Linked DNA regions of Pan troglodytes: region 1 is linked to region 2. The links are chromatin contacts, called in public HiChIP or PLAC-seq maps. All regions are on one chromosome and are shown on one strand. Each heading gives the region's core, a stretch centred on a gene start, on an enhancer-like site or on the middle of the called end of the contact. The rest is flanking DNA. Distances are from core to core; before and after follow the strand shown. Region 1 holds the start of DTNA (dystrobrevin alpha). Region 2 holds the start of NOL4 (nucleolar protein 4).

The links. HiChIP or PLAC-seq counts read pairs in DNA pulled down with a chosen protein or histone mark.
Region 1: an H3K4me3 HiChIP or PLAC-seq map of stem cell-derived excitatory neurons shows a contact between it and region 2, with 2.7 times the contacts expected there. The contact joins the promoter of DTNA here to the promoter of NOL4 in region 2. A contact is called at or near these places in 1 of 7 Hi-C or Micro-C datasets (induced pluripotent stem cells) and 1 of 1 datasets of contacts at active chromatin or transcription factors (stem cell-derived excitatory neurons).

Annotation. Positions count from the first base shown.
Region 1 is chr17:44,270,068-44,272,771 of NHGRI_mPanTro3-v2.0_pri, reverse strand. It overlaps DTNA (dystrobrevin alpha), which reads right to left and starts at 1,278. Exons shown (of 21, transcript XM_054671771.2): 1 at 1,042-1,278.
Region 2 is chr17:44,001,454-44,004,153 of NHGRI_mPanTro3-v2.0_pri, reverse strand. It overlaps NOL4 (nucleolar protein 4), which reads left to right and starts at 1,261. Exons shown (of 11, transcript XM_063795583.1): 1 at 1,261-2,354.

The sequences.
Region 1 (2,704 bases), core at 29-2,528, 270 kb before region 2:
CGTCGCCACCCCTCTTCTCTCTTTGGCTTTGGTCTTTTGACAGACACCTCTCTTCAACTCCCACTCCGGATACCAGAACGAACCTCCCGCCTGCCCTCTGTCCAGCAGAAAACTTCGAAGTGGGCAACAGGCTATAAAAGCCGAAGACACTCACCCCCGTGCCCACCCGCCCCCGCCGCCCCCCGTCCCCGGGGCCCGGATCCCGGAGCCCACTCCCACCCAGGCATCGGCCCGGGCACCGCAGTGCACTGCAACACGAAAGGACGCCGCTGGCTGCAAAGGAACCCATCGCGGATGTCCCAGTCAATACCCCTCAGACTGTTCCCCGACGTGAGTATCATCCCTAATGGAGGTAGACACTCCACCTCCCACCAGCTCAGCCCGAGAGGATGACCAAGAGGGCAGCGACCACAACGAAAACAACTCAACCCGCGACGCGAAGGAGCCGGCTGCCATAGCCACCCCCCGAGCGGCGCCGCGGCAGCAGCAGGGGCTGCGGCGCTGCGGAGGCCTTCGAGGGCTGTGGAGATTTACCTGCGCGGCCCCGCGCCCCCAGGCCGGACATCCTGCAGCAGCCGCTACCGCCGCCCCGCGGGCCTGAGGCGCCGCCCGCCGCCCGGGGAGGCGCCGCGCCGCAGTCCTGGCTGCGGCGCCCGGCACATGCTTCGCGCTAGCCGCGGCCGGCGCCGGCGCACAGGTGGGAACCCCACGAGTGGGCGTTGAGGCGAATCCCTGCCCCCGCCGGCGCTCTCCGCCCGCTTCCACTCTTGACTTTGCTCGGTGAGCGGCGCCTGCCCTTGCTCCAGCGCCGAGCCGCCTGTGTCCGCGCCCCGGCGCCGTGGGCGGCTGCGGTCCCTGCGCAGCCGGGGCTGCGCGTCATGTGCACCTCCCGCCCCGCGGCGGGCTCCTCTGCACCGGGCGGCCGGGGGCAGCGCGGCAGCCCGGCCTCGCGCCCACTCCTCGCCCGGCACACGGACCCCCTCCACCCCCGCGCCCTCCCCCACTCCGGAGCTGTCAAAGAAGAAAACGCCGTGCACACACCTTGGAATGGACGGGCGCTTCAGTCACTGACTCGCCAAACTCTTAGAAGGCGTCCATTGGTCTGCAGGGAGCTTTGAGCCTGGAGTAGGAGCCGCTTTCTTATTATTTAATAATGTTGGAAGTGCCGGGTCCGCTGCCAGAGTTGTGGGTCATGTGGGCACAGCAGAGGCTGGCTGCTGCCAGTACCAGGGTTTCCTGAGGATCCTGAAACTATGATCTCATCCTCCTCATCCGCCTCCCCCGCCCCTCTCTCCGCGGGCGCGCACGCACAGCACACACACACACACTCACACACACACTCATGCTGAATGCACTATCCTCCTTCCTGGACCGAAATATTCCTCTAGGGAAATAGTGGGCACGCTCGTCATTGAAAAAAAAAAATCCTTCAGATAGAGATTTTTCTCTTCCAAAGCTTGATTTATGTGCTTTGTTTATTTCCTACAGTTTTCCCTCACACGTGCAGGAGATTGGAACAGAGACTCAGATTTAAAATTAAAAATAATTATTCTCTTATGTTGACCCAGATTTTGGTCAGAACCCAAGAACTTAAACAGTACAATTTCAATTTAAAACAGAGGCAAAATATACAAGGCTTGAATATGGAATATTCTTAGATGTATGCAGTGGGTTTCTTTCCCAAGCTGCAAACATTCCCCAAACATTACCTCATTTATTTGCAGAGCATCTTTGCAGAGGAGGTGGATGAAAAGGCAAATAGTATTGTCACTTCAGAGACACAGAAGCATAAGTAAGATAACATGACCTATCCAAGTACACATAATAAGTCAGTATCTTACTATAAATATTAATTGCATAGCTACTCACAGGTTGCTTTTTCACTATGATCAATTCCCAGATACTTAGTTTACTGAAAATAATGAAAACATTGTTGATTATTTTTAAGTTACCAAGATTGAAAATTATTTTATCTTACTATATGTATGTTTTCATATAATTTTCTCTTGTATTATATTTCCAATTTCACGTTTTCATATAATTTTCTTTCTTTTTGGAGGAATGTGGCATGTATATGCGTACATTTATATCCAATTGCATTGTTTAAATCCTTAGATAGTAATTTCAAGCAATTTTAGCCAAAGTTTCTGAAGTAGTCACCAATTTCATAATTTGTATATGTCATTCAAACCCCTTTCACCTGGTGTATATGAAGAGCTATGCTACATTTTGAAGGATAGAAAGAAGTTTAATATAAGTATCTGTCTTTAGTTTACATCTAGTTGTTGAAACAAGATACATATACTGAATGACTGCAGATAAAAACCTTTATTATTTTGGTGGTGTGAGTTATCACAAAGAAAGTACAAAATACACTTATTTTCTTTTTACTTAATTTCTGTTCCATGTTCAAATCATCTCATTTGCCTATGTGCCCTATATTTCAACCTGTCATTAACCCTCCTACCTTCTAAATGGCCAAGGTAATTATGTCTAACCTTGCCCTTCTCTTACACTTGCACCATACTCACATAAACAGTAAATGGGGATTGTTTTATATCGTAAAATTTCCCAGAAGGAACACTCTTGGGTAGCTTCTGTTCAGTGTAGATAAGGAACTCCAGCAGCTAACTAGCCTTCTAATAACCCAAAAAGAAAACAAATAGTATGAAAGAGAGAATGGTCAGAGAAAAGGCAGAAGAGA
Region 2 (2,700 bases), core at 12-2,511:
GACTATACTTTACCAAATAATAATAACAAAATCAACAGGAGAGAAAAAGGCAAATATCAGTGTATATTGCAGGTAATAAAATAGATGTTTTCATAAAATTTTTGCAGAACAAATGTATGTATGCACTACATGTCAATGTAAAGTGTATGGCTTACTACAAGACAGGGCTAAAAAATGTTTGAAAGACACAATACAGATGATTATAGAAGAAAGTTAATATTAAGTTGAATGATTAAGGAAGGTTTTTGGAGGCTGAAAGTACATAAATAAAGCTTAGAGGGGATGGGATGCCTTTTTAGATGAAAAGCTGCATAAAATAATTCTGTAATTGTGAACTATAACCATATGAGAAAGTGAAATCCATAGAACCAGCTTATTCTTGAATGACTACCCCAGGACCAATTATCTTTCCAGAAACTTCCAGGAAACACATGACCAATATCTAACTAAATTGAGCTCTGATGCCACAAAGGGAAACTTAACAGAGTTGCTCCTGTGAAGTATACCCCACTAGAAGGGTGGTTCAGGATATCTTCTGTCCAATTGCGTATTTCAAATATTTATGTATTTAAGATATTAAGATTTTTTTAAATGTGAAATATCTAAAGATTCACCTCAATAAATTGAAAGTGATATTTTTCCCCTAAGTCCCTTGTGTTAGATTCACTTGTGACTTCATTGGACAGTGTCTTCTCTGAGCTCTATGGTCTAATACGTATTGAACAAAAATTCAAGGACTCAACAACTGATTTATTTTAGCATTTCTTTTTAATACAAAAGAAGGAAATAAAAGAATAAAAGCATTCGGGGTGGCCTCTGGAGAAGGGGAGCTGTTGTTGCAGGAATCTTGCAAGTTAATGAGAATTCACCCGGGACTCAAGAGGGATGGAGAGAGGGGGAGAAAGGAGATGGGGGAATGGGGTGGGGGGATAAAAACTCTTCCTTTGCAGCTGGCCCTTTCCCTCATTTGTTGCTCCAATAAGCAGTAATTAGGTCCTGAGCTAATGGTGTCAGCTGATCTGCTGTTTTTAGGCTAGACCCAGAGGAATCTCCATGGAAACCCTGCTGGAGTCGTCCCCCCACCTGGATGCTGCGTGCTCCTTTCTGCCACCTGGCTGCCGCCGGGCCCGCTGCTACCTCCTTCTGCCTCTAACCTGCAGCCTGCAGCATGCGCACTGCCCCCGGGATCCCTAAATGGGACAATTCTGCCCGTGACGTCAGCGCCCAGCCGTCTCCACAGAAACTTTTGTCCCATTGGCCAATCAGAGAGCTTGGAAGGGGCCGGGGAGGGTGGGGGAAGGAGAGGGGAGTGGGAGGGGTGGGGGTGAGGGGAGAGGCGAGAGGTTTAGTGTGTGGAGCTGCCTGCGCTCCGCCCGGGCTGTCAGTCCCGGCTCCAGCCGCCGCGAGACCTTCCCGGAGACGCGCGCACACACAGCGCACCCCCTGCACACCGCACACCCTCGCTCCCTTGCTCACACACACGCACACACTCAGCCTGGCCGAGCAGGAGCCACTGACCATTTTGCAAGTGTCAGGACCAGCTACAGCGCGGTGGGCGCAAACATCCCGCTTTCCCTTTCCGGGATTTAGTCTGGGAGACGACGACGAGGGAAGAAGGTGGGCTCGGACGCAGCCCAGGCGCCGGGCACTGGTCGGGCCGTTTTCCTGGCAGAGCCGCTCCCCGGGACGGGCGCGGGCCTCGGGTGAGAGTAGAATAAAGAGGAGCGGCCGCAGCCGCCGCGCGAGGAGGATGGGAACTCCCCTATTTCCAGCTCTGGAAACAAATGGATGGAAGTCCTGAATGGAGCAACTGCTGACTTCATCTGCTTGGAAAAATAGTCCAGAGGAACTCATATTTGGCTACTCAGAGCAGTGGAGGGGGTGTCCATGACGTGGCAGGGGGAAAATAGACAACTGAAACCTCCCGTGTGAACTGCAAACTGTGACCAAGCAAGGGGAAAATGATCTTTCTGTATATATTTTAATTTCGTGCAAAGGGTTTCAAGCATCTGTATCCTAAACTTACTTCTATGTCTTGTTCAGCAGAAACCAGAGGAGTCCTGTCTGGGGGTCCCATCATTATTCGGGATACCCGCCGCCAGCGGCCTGCCTTCGGTTACCCACATCCCCCTGGAACGGATATCTGTTTGGGGCACTACAATCTATCCTGTAGAACTATGGCCAAATCTCCGTCAATGCTTTGCTAATTTCTGGGACTTAACTCGTAGAATCTACATACAGGGCTGGAATTTATTCAAAATGCATCTGAAGAAATGACATTTTAAACCGTTTTTAAAAATATCTTGATAAAAAATTCTGTAAAACAGAATTTGATAGGTTTAAAAACATGACAGGTAAGAACTTTCTCTTTCTAGTCCCTTAACACCCGTCGTGGGGAAGGTCAAAGCAGGACCCAGGAGGAAGGAGAGATCCGGGACCCGTGTGCCCTTCGGGGCTCAAAGGCGCTGGGCGGGCGGCTGCTTTCGGGAGAGGCGCAGCCCTCACTCCTGGACCACGGGGCCAGTGGCTGGGGAAGCTTCTGGGGCGCGCGCGGGGAGGCGGCGCTGCGCTCCACCTGCCCAGCCCCGGACGCAGCCCGGGGGCGAGGCGTCTAGGGACCACCCCAATTCAATATTGGGATTTTTAATAAACCAAGGAATGGGATTTTAATTATTCAAAACCCAGCTCCTCTGGGCCAGA